2 separate regions of the Pan troglodytes genome follow, and region 1 is linked to region 2. A link is a contact called in public Hi-C data. All regions are on one chromosome and are shown on one strand. Each heading gives the region's core, a stretch centred on a gene start, on an enhancer-like site or on the middle of the called end of the contact. The rest is flanking DNA. Distances are from core to core; before and after follow the strand shown. Region 1 has its middle 69 kb from the start of SYT13. Region 2 holds the start of LOC100614109.

Region 1 (6,678 bases), core at 2,071-4,570, 410 kb before region 2:
AAACTGCCTCTTTAAAAATTATACAGCATTGTTTTGGTTATTGGGGTTGTAATAAGTACTTGCCTCATAGAAAAGTCACTTCTTATAAAATAATAATGGCAGCATTTTGCACAGCCAAAAAGTGCAGATTCTAGGCCTCAATCTGTAGGTCTTAGGTGGGCCAAGGAACCACTTAGCCTCTTGGTCTTGAGTAAGCTCAGCTGTGTACTGGTCAACACTAGAATTCACTGAGAGATCTGTAAAATTACAAGTAATAAAAATGCATATTAAGATAGAACTTATCAGATTCCCAATAACAAAAAGACATTTTAAAGTCAGACAAGTAGGGTAACAACAGGACATGGAAAACTGAGAGCTGAGTATGGGTACCAAAACCAATACATGGCACTGGCTGCAGTCTCTGGTCATCTGCTGTCTCCTGACTCCTACTATAAAGGAGGCTGGGCCGGGCGCAGTGGCTCACGCCTGTAATCCCAACACTTTGGGAGGTCGAGGTGGGTGGATCACTTGAGGTCAGGAGTTCGAGACCAGCCTGGCCAACATGGTGAAACCCTGTCTCTCTACTAAAAATACAAAAATTAGCCAGGTGTGGTGGCACACGCCTGTAATCCCAGCTACTTTGGAGGGTGAGGCATGAGAATCACTTGAACCCTGGAGGCAGAGGTTGCAGTGAGCCGAAATGGTGCCACTGCACTCCAGCCTGGGCAACAGAGCAAGACTCTGTCAAAAAAAAAAAAAAAAGAGGCTATTATCCTATTTCAGACATTTTAAGGTTACTGTAGAGTCACTATCTAGGAATCTACATGGCTAAAATCTGCTTGCTCTGCTATCCCCCCAACCCCTACAACTATGCACACATCCTCCACCGATCTCAAACTTCTCAGGCACTTCATCTCCTTCCTTCAATGATTTCACCTCCCTTTCCTAGGCAAAATACACACTGCAAGACAGGACACACTTCACCTTCCAGCATCAAACTTTCATCCACGGCTGCTCTGGCCATGTGTGTGAATTGGAAAAAGGCACTCTTTCCTCAAGGGTCTTTACTATCATTTGCCAGGAAACAGTCAAGGCCACTCTTCAGTTTGTCCATGGGCTGATCAACATAAAAAATCCCTGGCTCCTTCTCATCAATATTTAAACAAGCTTTGGCTGGGTGTGGTGGCTCGTGCCTGTAATCCCAGCACTTTGGGAGGCCAAGGTGGGAGCAACTGAGGTCAGGAGTTTGAGACCAGCCTGGCAAACATGGTGAAACCCCATCTCTACTAAAAATACAAAAATTAGCCTAGCGTGGTGGCGCGTGCCTGCAATCCGAGCTACTCAGGAGGCTAAAGTAGGAGAATCATTTGAACCCCAGTGGCAGAGGTTGCAGTGAGCCAAGATTACACCAATGCACTCCAGCCTGGGCAACAGAGTGAGACTACATCTCAAGAAAACAAAACAAAACAAAAACCCCCCAAAACAAGCTTATGTTTCTCCAATCTTAAAAAATAATAATTAAAAATCATCATTTTCCTTTCAGAATCACTCTCATTTCTTCACAGACAATTTCTTGGAAGATTTGCCTATGTTCATTTATCTCCATTTTCTCACCATCACCCTCACTTATTCCTCAACTCACCACAAGCTGACCTTCTCCAGCCATTCCAAGGAATCTGCTCCAAGTAACAACAAAGTCTGCTCAGTCATCTCACTAATTTATCAGCAAAACTGACCTAATTAACTACTCTTCCTGAAGTGCTCTTCCCTTGCTCCCTGCAATGCCGCATTTCCCTGGTTCCTCTCCTAGGGCTGCCTGCTCGTCTTCCCTTTCTTTAGTAGAAGAGCTCTTGACACTCTGTCCTGTGCCTCTTTCCCAAAGGGTATTCTCTCCACCAGGCAATTTCTTCTAAGCTCCTGCTCTAGCACCATTCATATACAAGAATCTAAGGCACAGATTTCTAGCTCAGGCCTGTCATCTAAAAAATCAAAACAGGCACATCCATTGGCCTGTTGAGTTTCTCCACTAGAAGACCTCCAAGGCTTAATATATGTAAAACCAAACTTCCCACACATCAGCTTCTTCTCCTGTGGTTCCCTTTTAGTATGTGATGGCCCAACATTCTCCCAGCTATCAGCCCAGAAGCCTGGCAGTCACCCCAACTCTGCAAATTTCACACACCCAATCCACCACCACCACTGCCGCCACCTACTTCCCAATGATCTCTCTCTCTCCCTCCCTCCCTCCTGTATTCTTCAGCTGTGGCCTGAGTCCAAGTAACCAAAGTCAAGAAAAGCAGGGCCATGTACTCTGTACTCACCAGCCTGGTGCTTGAAACCCTCAACTATTGTAAAGTGGTTATGTTAATGAAAAGGGGTCCCCATCCAGACCCCAAGAGAGGATTCTTAGACCTTAAGCAACAAAGAATTTGGGGCAAGTTCAAAGAGTAAAGTGAAAGCAAGTTTATTAAAAAAGTAAAGGAATAAACGATTGGCTACACCACAGGCAGAACAGCAGCATGGGCTGTTCAACTGCATATACGTTATTTATTGATTATACACTAAACAAGGGGTAGATTAGTCAAGAGTATTCTGGGGAAAGGAGTGGCAATTCCCAGAACTGAGGGTTCCACCCTCGCCTTCAGATCATATAGAGTAACTTCCTAACATCGCCATGGCATTTGTAAACGCTCATGGTGCTGGTGGGAGAATCTTTCAGCAAGCTAATGTATTATAATTAGCATATGATGAGCAGTGGGGACAACCAGAGTTCACTTTCATTGCCAATCTTGGTTTTGGTGGATTTTGGCCGGCTTCTTTAAGTATCCTGTTTTACCAGCAGGGTCTTTGTGACCTGTATCTTGTGCTGACCTCCCTGTCTCATCCTGTGACTTAGAATGCCTAACCTCCTGGGAATGCATCCCAGCAGGTCTCCACCTTCTTTTATGCAGCCCCTATTCAAGATGGAGTCCCTCTGGTTCAAACGCCTCTTGACAGTTCATCCTTTCAGTGTTTCCGGCTAGGAAATTTAAATGTTTGTCCATCTATTCACTGGGCTCTGAAGCACTCATTTAGTACACGGAGAAAGGAGAGGGAGGGGGGATGGGAGGAGGGGAGGAGCAGAGAAGGGAGAGGAGGCGGAGACGGTTAGTCTATCCTCTCTGCGGGGCCTCTCTGCTGGTACCCAGATGCTGAGCGCTGAAATTCTCATCCGCCACACACAACATGGCGGCTTCCTGGACCCGCGCCCAATTTTCGCTTCCGGGATGGAAGCTACGTCATTTCCCCCTCTGTTGCCCTAGCGCCCCTTGGAAGCCAAGAATATGAGGAAGTCTTCTTCCTTCGCGCCTTCTTCTTCCTTACGCTCCAGGGCAGCCTGACAGAGCCGCTCGAAGGCTCTGCTGGCCGCGGCTAGCCAGTGAGGAGGGTGGGGGGAGGGGCCGTCCCGCGTGTGGGGGAGTCTGAAGGCGACCAACGAGAGGGAGGGCCGGAGCGGGGAGGTGGCTCGGAGGCATGTCCAGTAAATTGGGGATGAAAATCCTCCCAGGAACCCGATTATTAATGGGTTGAGGGAAGTGGCAGGTGCAGCGGTTGTGCAGAGACAATGATGCTTAGTAGCCAGGACTTCATGGCCACAAAATTTGTGTGTAGAGAGGGCCACAGCAGCCTGAAAACCATTTTCGTCCCCTTTTAGGTTTACCCATTCCACTGGACCCAGCCACCACCCACTCCTGCTGTCTGGTAAACTTTCCTCCTGTTTCTGGGGCCATGTCTGGCATGAAGAGTTTTTACTGAATAGTTTTCATTGATCGCAGGCCCGTTCTCTCTTCTCACCCCTTTATTGAAGTGACAGTGAAAATCTAAGTGAGAAAGCACTGTTACAGGGGCTGAAAAGGCTACAGGAGACCAGAGCCATTGACTTTTATTTTTAAAATGAAGATCTCTTTTACTTGAAGGAACTTAAGAATTTTGGCATTCAAATAGGGGCTGGAAGACTTGAAAGCAGTAGAAATTTCACCACAGGTGATAGGAAAGGATGGTCACGAAATGAATATCTCCTGACTTGCACACCTAGTGAGCAGAGCCAGGACCTCCTTCACCTTAGCATTTGGAACAGGCTGCAAAGTTCATTCTTCCTCATAGCAGCCCCTGCATTCAGTTTGGTTTAGTTGTTTTATGTGGTTTCTAGCCTGATTTTTTTTTTCAGGGTGCAGCAGAAGTCCCAGGTAGCTGAGAAGTTCATGGAATCTTCTTATTTGCTACACCTTTCACTACTGCTTGTGATATAGTGCAGGGTTGGGATGTGCAGACATTTCTCAAGTGCACTGTGTACCTACATAGCATGCTGCAATTTGGCTACTGAAGTCAAGAGAAACTGGTTTGAACAACTACTGAGTGTAACATAGGAAGCGCATTTCATTTGATAACAGGAACACAGCTTTTGTGCTAATAAAATGCTTTGAAAATTAGTATGTGGTCTTTAGTAATTAGCATATACATTTTAGTTATCCATTGGTTCATAACAAACGGACTAAATAGGTACCCCACTGAGTCATTTATCTAAATGAAAAGTTTGGTTAAATTGTAGTTGTAGGCATTGATCAAAGCTAATGGGAAAAAGAGATTAAGATGAAAATCATGGGATTAAATTTTTAATTAGTTCGCCCCTTGGACCGTTGCTTGGTATGACATGGAGATTGATTGGCTACTTATGCCTGCCTGGGAAGATATGGCTCTGCTACCAAACCTCTGAACGTAAGAGTGTTTTGCAAAAAAACTGAATATTTTATTCAGTAATTTTTCACTTTATTCCTGCTTAACAGGGAATTGAAAAGGAAGGCAAGGTCTTGGATCTCATAGTTCTTGGTGGAGTGATAGATATAAAGTATGAGATGGGGGCTTCAGCGGGTTCATTAATAAATATCTCAAATTAACATGTCTAAGTCAAACTCTTCCTTTCCTGCCCCCAATCTCTTCCTCTCCCAGGGCTCCTTATGTCAACTAATGGTGCCATCATTAGTGCACTCAGAGCAAAAACCTGGGAACAATCTTGATTCCCTCTTTCATTCCCCACAGCTCACCCATCAACAAATTCTATCCGCTTTTATTCTAAAATATATCCTAAATCCATTCACTGTTCTTATCTCCACCACCCTAACCCAGGCATCATCATCCTTTACCTGGTTAACTGCAAGATCCTTTTCATTTAACTTCCCTGCTTCTAATCTTCTGACCCATTTTCACCATCCCAGTCCATTCACCACACAGTAGCAGCCAAAATATTTGTTTAAAATGTAAGTTAGATTCTATCACTTTTGTGTTTAGAATTATTGTCTTCCCCCACTAATTACTGTGCCCTATGTGATCTGGACTCAATATGGTACCACTCCCTACCCCTTCACTCACTATAATCCAGACATACTATCTTTCTCTCTTCAACCTGCCAAGTTTTATCCTGCCTTAGGGTCCTTGCACTAGCTGTTCCCTTTGCTGGAACCCTCTTCACCCAGTTATTGCAGAGCTGGCCCTCTCTTGTTTAGAGCTGAATTTCAATGTGACCTCTTCAAATAAGCCCTCCCTTGACCACCCAAACTCATGTACCCCCTTGTTACTCTCTGTCACGTCATCCTGATTCAGTTTCACCACAACACTCATCATTACTGCTATTTTCTTGTATCTTCCTTTGTTTATTGACTGTCTCCTCCCATTAATATGTAAGCTCCCTGAAAATAAACATCTTGTCTATATTGTATGACTGTATCCCCAGAACTTCAAATAGTCTGTGACATATGAATGAATGAATGAATGAATGAATGTACGAATGGATTCTGCTTCCCCAAAGCTGCTGCCATCTCATCTCAGGTACATTGAAACAGGAAGGCTGGTAAAGGCCAGGGGGTCAAATGTTACATAGAGTGGAGCCTGAAGCACAAGATGTGGGCAAAGACACAGTGGAGAGGGGCAAGAAAAGCATTTGGGATGGAGGGCAGAGGGTCTGGGAAGGAACATGGAAATGATATAGAACAACTCTACAGATGTGTCCTAGACATCTTAAGACTTGTACAAGCATGCGTGTGCCCGCACATACACACATACCAGCTTGAAGAATCTGGTCTCAGCACGTGCTCTGTACTTGAGTCTTAGAGAACACTTTTCCTGGTAGAGATGTTTAGACTTCAGCATTAAGGAGTCTGATTCAGAGGTCTAGGTAGGGCCCATGTGTCTGTGACTGCGTAATACTTGTAAACTGGTCTCATTCTTGGTCAGGACAATAAGGCTGCAGTAAATCATAGCAGCTGGGAGAAAGTAGTGTGGTATCCTGCAGTGGTTCTGTTCACCACCACATGGGCAGAGCATGAGCAACTTTCCTTTCCTGGGCCCTCGTTCTGCTCAGATACAAAGTGAAGGCTTACTTGGGCTCCTGTGCAACTTTAAAAGTGAAACTTAACTGAAATTGGGCAGGTGGGCTGCACTTCTTCTAAAAAGTAAGAGGCCCACTTTTTAGAAAATATTAAACCTTGGATTACACCTCAGTTTGGCAGTTACATGACACATTATTTCTAAAGAGCCATCTAATTTTATGCCATCTAATGTTTATATTGATAACTGATGAAAATACAGGAGCTTATTATGCCACTGAAACTACGATGAAGTGGCTCAAATTTATTCTCTCACTGTAGGTTGGATTTGAGGGGATAA
Region 2 (6,184 bases), core at 1,258-3,757:
TTCTTTTTTTTTTTTTTTTTTGAGACGGAGTCTTGCTCTGTCACGCAGGCTGGAGTAAGTGGCGTGATCTCGGCTCAGTGCAACCTCCGCCTCCCGGGTTCAAGCAATTCTCCTGCCTCAGCCTCCTGAGTAGCTGGGATTACAGGCACGCACCACCATGCCCAGCTAATTTTTAGAGACGGGGTTTCACCATGTTGGTCAGGCTGGTCTCAAACTCCTGATCTCATGATCCACACGCCTTGGCCTCCCAAAGTGCTGGGATTACAAGTGTGAGCCACCGAGCCCAGCTGAGATGCTGCACGTCTAAACAGTCCCAGATGATGCTAGCAGGGACTAGTAGCAATGAGCAAGACTGAAATTGGGAGAGTCTCTCAGCCTTCTGATGCCACATTCTCATTTACAAAATGATAATTCCACCTGCCACACAGACTTTTCTCAGCCAGGAAGATGGTGCCCTCGGGGGGATAAGGTGATGCAACATTTGTGCTGTCACTCACCTCCTGCCTGCCCCCTGCACCTCGAAGCCTCCCTCAGCCCCCAGGAAAGGACTCACAGCCCAGCCAGCAAGGAGACAGGAGGAAGATATCACAAAGTGAGTGCAGCTTCTGTTAACTGCCTTAAGCTGCTCCCTGCAATAATGTTGGTGTAATCCATAAGATTGAATTATGGTTATCAGACAATTAGGCACACCACAGCGAGGTTATTGCATAATTAATGCTCAGTCCCCATCTCAGCCTCTGAGAGTGACACAGGTTACAAGATTCACCTGCCCCACATCTGGGAGAGGAGCAGGGGCACCCAGGATGGGGAATGACCTCCCTGTGGGCTCAGAGGAGGATGTTCTTAGGACCCCAGAGGCATGGCAAAGGGACAGTGTGTGGCTGAAAGAGCTTAAGTCAGTGTGTGCCCAGGGCCCTCACGCCTGCCATTGTGTTTAGGACTTGGGCTTTAGCCTCCGGAGCGAGATTCAAATCCTGCCTCAACTACTGATTGGCTATATGGCATTAAGTACTCGCCTCACATTTTTAAAGCCTCCATCTCCTTGTCTTTTAAAGAAGGGAATTGATGATGTTATGAAAACTGGATGAGAGAGTTTGCATATTGGTTAGATGGTTCCTGCAGTACTATTTTCATTATTTCCCTCTCTGAGCCTCAGTGTCTTCATCTGTAAAATGGGAATAATTAGCCTCACCTTGCCTAGGCTTGAAAGATCAGCCGGTAGTTTGAGACCTGCCTGGGCAATATAGCAAGACCCTGTTCACCACAAAAAGGAAAAAAAAAAAGGGCGAAAGATCAGTCTGTGAGTCAAGTAAGACACACATGTGAACGGGATGTGTGGAGTGCTTTGCTAACGCTCCATTGTCTTAGTTACTATGTGCCTGGTTTTCTGCTCAACCCTCCAGGGTACGACTTTGTACAAGTCCCCAGGTCTCAACAGGACAGTGGGTGATCAGCCTACCTGAGAAGTGAAACTCATGATTTGGGTGAGTAGACTAGAGGAGAATCACATCTTTCTTTCTTTCTTTTTTTTTAGACGGAGTCTCGCTGTGTCACCCAGGGATCTCGGCTCACTGCAACCTCTGCCTCACCGGTTCCAGTGATTCTCCTGCCTCAGCCTCCCGAGTAGCTGGGATTACAGGCACACGCCACCACACCTGGCTAATTTGTTATTATTAGTAGAAATGGGGTTTCACCATGTTAGCCAGGCTGGTCTTGAACTCTTGACCTCAGATGATCCACCTGCCTCAGCCTCCCAAAGTGCTGGGATTACAGGCATGAGCCACCATGCCCGGCCTGAGAATCATTTCTTGAGCTATGATCTGTAACATTCAAATGAGCCTCTACGGACACAAAACAGAAAAATCATCAAAAAATGTCGGTGGAAAGTTCAGGTGAGAGAACTCAGGTGATGGTGCAGACAGAAGCAAGTAGGGGAGAAAGCTGGCTTCAGGGAGAGTGGTTAGGCCTTTGTGAGAAAGACTGGGGACTTCTCATATCATCCTCTGTGTCCCAGTTCCCAAAACACACACGCACATGGGCACATGCATGCAGGCACACAAAAACAAGCCCACACACCAGACGAAAAAATACAGATGCAGGTACACACACATGGACATGGACATGTGTGTGCCTGTGCCCATATAAACAAACATTAGTGCACACACACACTCACACACACACGGGCTCAAGCAGTATATGCTCACACACAACCATACACACAGATACGCACAGAGGTACATTCACACACAGACCAACACACACAGGCACACAGATGCATGCACGCATGCACGTGCGCGCGCACACATACACACACGTGCACCCACCCTCAGTGATACCTTCCAATCCACTGGCCTCTCCGAAATTAGCACAGACCATTTTCCCACGACCGTTTCTCGCTGAGCGTGTGATTCCAAAACTGTCCACAAGAAGGTGCTCGGGAGCCAGAATTCAGGCGTTCCCGGCCCGCGGACGCTTAGAGAGAGGAGCTTCGGAGTTATGGGGGGACCCACCCTTCCATTTAATAACTGAGAAAGCCACGGGAGGGGACTTGCTGGGCTCACAGCCAGTGATCCCTGCCCTGTTTCCTTATGGAGATTGCGGTCAGAAATGGGGAGTGGGGCAGAACCTGTCACTGTCACGGTCCTGTTTAGAGAGGAAGGTCGGAGAAACCAGTGCCGTGGAAGGCTCTCGGGCGTTGACAGGCGCTGTCCCCAGCTCACCGGCTCTATGACCCTGGGTAAGTTACCTGGCTTCTCTGTTCCTCAGTTTTCTCGTCTTCCCTGACCCAGGCTTTCCCGACTCCTCTAGGGGCCCCTTCCCCTCTCCATGAAACCTTCAGATCTCGGGCTGTTTTCCCCACTCAAGTGGCATCTCAGCTATCCCCTCCCGGGTTAGGCCTCCCTGGCCCCTATTTAACGGTGTCCCCACCCCCACCACTATCTTGTTTGTACCAACACTTGCTGCATGACCATGCACACTTGTTCATTTGTTCACGTTTATTTTGTCTTCTCCAGAAGAATGGGAACTTCGTAAGAGCAGGGACGTGAGGGTGAACTGCTCACCCGGGCACCGCTGGCGACCGGAACCCAGCTCCCTCCGGGCTCCGGGAGAGGCGGCCTCAGCTGTGTGCTGGTGCTGCCCTCCAGCGGCGCTGGGTCCCCATGGCACCTGGCTTTCTCCTGCTCCCCAGGGGCCTTTTCTTCTCCCACCCACCTGTCACCAGCTGCCAGGGCAAGTCTCTGTGTGACTCTAGGGTGAAGGTGGAGGGACCTTGCCTCCGAGGATTCATCCCACCTGGACTCCGATGAGTGAGGGACCCTCTCTGGCACCTGGTGTTTGAATGGCCAGCCTCACAGTTAATAAAGACAAGTTTGGTATCAGCTGTGGGATCCGTCCAGCAAAAGACACTTTTGGGTCAGAAATATAATGGTGCCTGTCTCGACATAGTCTAATAAGGAAAGAAAGACAAGCCAGTCCAACGGTCCCATTTTACAGATGAGGTCACTGCATCCCCACCTAGGACAGGAGGGTACAACGGCCTGGCCTAAGATAACCCTAGAATATGGTCACTCATTCTTCCACCCACTGAGAACCTCAGGGCAGTAGCGTTTTATGCAAAGCATGTGGTCCTGAACACCTTGCATAATTCAAAGCGTGCATAATTTCTGACTAATTTTGCCAGAGAAATGAATGCAAAGTAGAAAGGATGGGTTGCATACATTACTCCAATTGTGGCATATTTTTGCCTTAATGCTGCTTTTTATTTCCCTGGCATTATCGCTAATATTTCATAACGCACTCTCTGCTAAATTAACAGTGCAGCATTTCCTGCCGGTGGTTTGGCCTTCTTCATAACGTTTTATCACATCTCACTTCCTTTCCAATGTTATCGATTTTCAGGTGCGTTTTTCAGCACCACCACTTAAAGAACACTTGGATGACATTGTTACAGGATATGGGTAAAATATTTAAAGTTATAATAACTGTGAACATTGAGAAAATGGCACACTAGTCACCAGAATCTCCTGCAGAAATTAGAAATTCAGAGGCATGTAAACAACAGTGCATGCATATAGAAAGCAGGTATCTCTATTTAATAACCAAAGCAACGTCGCCATGTAGCAAGTTTACAGTCCTCAGTTAACAGCTCACTTAGTTCCTCCAACTCAAGGAAACTGCAATTCTTGACAGTTTTTTTTTTTTTTTAACTGAGGGGCTTGGCATTATTTCCAGCTTAGTGCATAAACACGTATTAGGATTTTTATGTTGCACCTTGCCAAAGTCACAGTTTAGACTCTCATAAACAGTGACTTCACCCTAAATGGTCTTCCTTGCTGTGTCCTTAACCCCAGAAGGGTGGAAATGTATGACTCCACCTAGTCATCTCAGATACGGATTTCAGAAATCTCAGCCACCCACCTCATACTTATACAGGGACCTTTTTGGAGGCAGCATCATCTGAGGCCGCTCTTGCCCAATTTGGCTGGCCCCACCTCCTCCCCAACGTCATCTTCTCTTGCAGTCTAGAGAGGGGGGCTACTCCCCCAATATAGGATCCATATTTAGATCCATGTTGGAGGGTGGGTAGAAAGGGGAGGTAGGATGAGGGAAAATTGAGTCTCAGTTTCACACATTTGTAAGATCGTCAGACTTTCCACATTGCCAAGAAACTCGTCAGCACAACCGCTGTGAATTGGCTTCTTGGCCTTCGTCTGCCCAGAATTGCTTCCAGAATGGCTCCTTCAGCTTGGCCTGAGCTTGGCCCCAGAAAAAGTGCCAGGGGCCCTAGGAAGGAGGAAAAGTGGGGCATTCAGGGCAGGCTCTGAACCCACTTGGATTCCAGTCCTGATTCCATTTGCATGTGACCTTGAGCAAGTCTCTATGCAAGGCACTTCACCTTTCTGGGCCTGTTTCCACCTCTGTCAAATGGGGATAATAATACCATCTACTTCCCAGAACTGGTGCCAGAATGAAAAGCAGTCCCTGCTGTGATAGTGTCTAGAACAGAGTAAGTGCCCAATAAATATTCCTTCGCTCTTGTTGCAGTTAGAAAAGCGACTGGATGAGGCGTACATTTACTGGAACCCTGGGATGTATAAGGGCCAGTGATCGGGTGAGGCGATCCTGCCCCTCGGAGAATTTATGGTCCAACTTTGGAGAGTGAACCTGCCCTCCCACTAATTCAAGAATTCACCAGCCAGAAGAACTGCATGTGGAATTGCCCTGTCCAGCCCTGACTTTGTGCAAGTGTCCATCAAGTCTCCTTCTGCCTCTGGGCTGCCTCTGAGACTTGAGGGGGAGTAAACAGGAGTCTAGGGGTCTCTCCACCCTCCAGGTGCCCCATCAGGCCGGCACCTCCCCACCAGCCCACCCCTCCCCTTGCAGCAGCAAATCTGCAAATGTGCCTTGCAAGCATGTCCAGTGGGCCAGAAGCCACACTCATCCTCCCCACCCCTTCAGAGGACAGCAGAGGTGCCTGGCCCAAAGGCGGTGGTTGGAGCCTGGGCTTCCTGCCTGGGGTGGGGTGGAGAGGGATCTGCCTTCTCTTCTGGGCCCCTGCGCCCCAGGTTTTTCTTCCTCGATACTCACGTTCCTTTCCATGGACAATCCCTTGCTCTATGAGGACCTCAGCTTTCCCCTCTGAAAAATGGGCAGCCTGGACTTCTCCAGCTCCTCCAGCTAAGACATTCATCTCCTCCCTATCTCCACACCAGCCTCGCCGCCAACACCCCGGTCCCTCTCTCTCTCTCCTCTGCTGCTGTGGGGGCCTGTCCCTGGGGTCACTGAGGCTACTGCTGGCTGGGCTCCCAAGCACCAGAGAAGGACTCCACAGAACAATAGCAGAAGGAAGGGGGCCATTCTTCAGGAGGAGAGAATGAAATGGCCTAGCTCAGCCATGCCTGCCCTAGGTCCAAAGCTCCCAGCTCCATTCCTGCCTCTTCTGCCATGTTCCCATGTTTCTACATATGCATGTCTCCCACCAGACAAGGTGGTCCTGAGGGCAGGAGACACCCAGGCTATCCTCGCTGTATGCCTAGCACCTGGGTGCTGGGACCTGTTTCCTGGTCGGACAGAATGGGCGCCCACCCAGCAGGTGCAAGGATGGTAATGTTTTCCCGGCCTGTAGCCTGAATTCCAAGTGTCCACTCAGGGCCAAACCATGCAGTCAGAAAAGGATTCTCAC

What was found. Hi-C and Micro-C count contacts between places; a contact is called where the count stands out from the background.
Region 1: a contact with region 2 is called in a Hi-C map of stem cell-derived neural progenitor cells, with 4 times the contacts expected there. The contact joins the enhancer-like site here to the promoter of LOC100614109 in region 2. A contact is called at or near these places in 3 of 7 Hi-C or Micro-C datasets (induced pluripotent stem cells and stem cell-derived neural progenitor cells) and 1 of 1 datasets of contacts at active chromatin or transcription factors (stem cell-derived excitatory neurons).

The regions. Positions count from the first base shown.
Region 1 is chr9:49,364,676-49,371,353 of NHGRI_mPanTro3-v2.0_pri, forward strand. No RefSeq gene overlaps it. Among named protein-coding and RNA genes, the nearest start is that of SYT13, 69 kb to the left of the region's middle. Within about 2 kb of position 3,321, at least 16 of the 24 cell types and tissues checked have an H3K27ac peak or open chromatin away from gene starts, as enhancers often do. A contact at or near this core is called in stem cell-derived excitatory neurons and stem cell-derived neural progenitor cells, where this site is marked.
Region 2 is chr9:49,778,349-49,784,532 of NHGRI_mPanTro3-v2.0_pri, forward strand. LOC100614109 reads left to right here and starts at 2,508. Exons shown (of 2, transcript XM_003313000.5): 1 at 2,508-2,737; 2 at 3,015-3,380. The coding sequence starts at 2,608. The coding sequence ends at 3,247.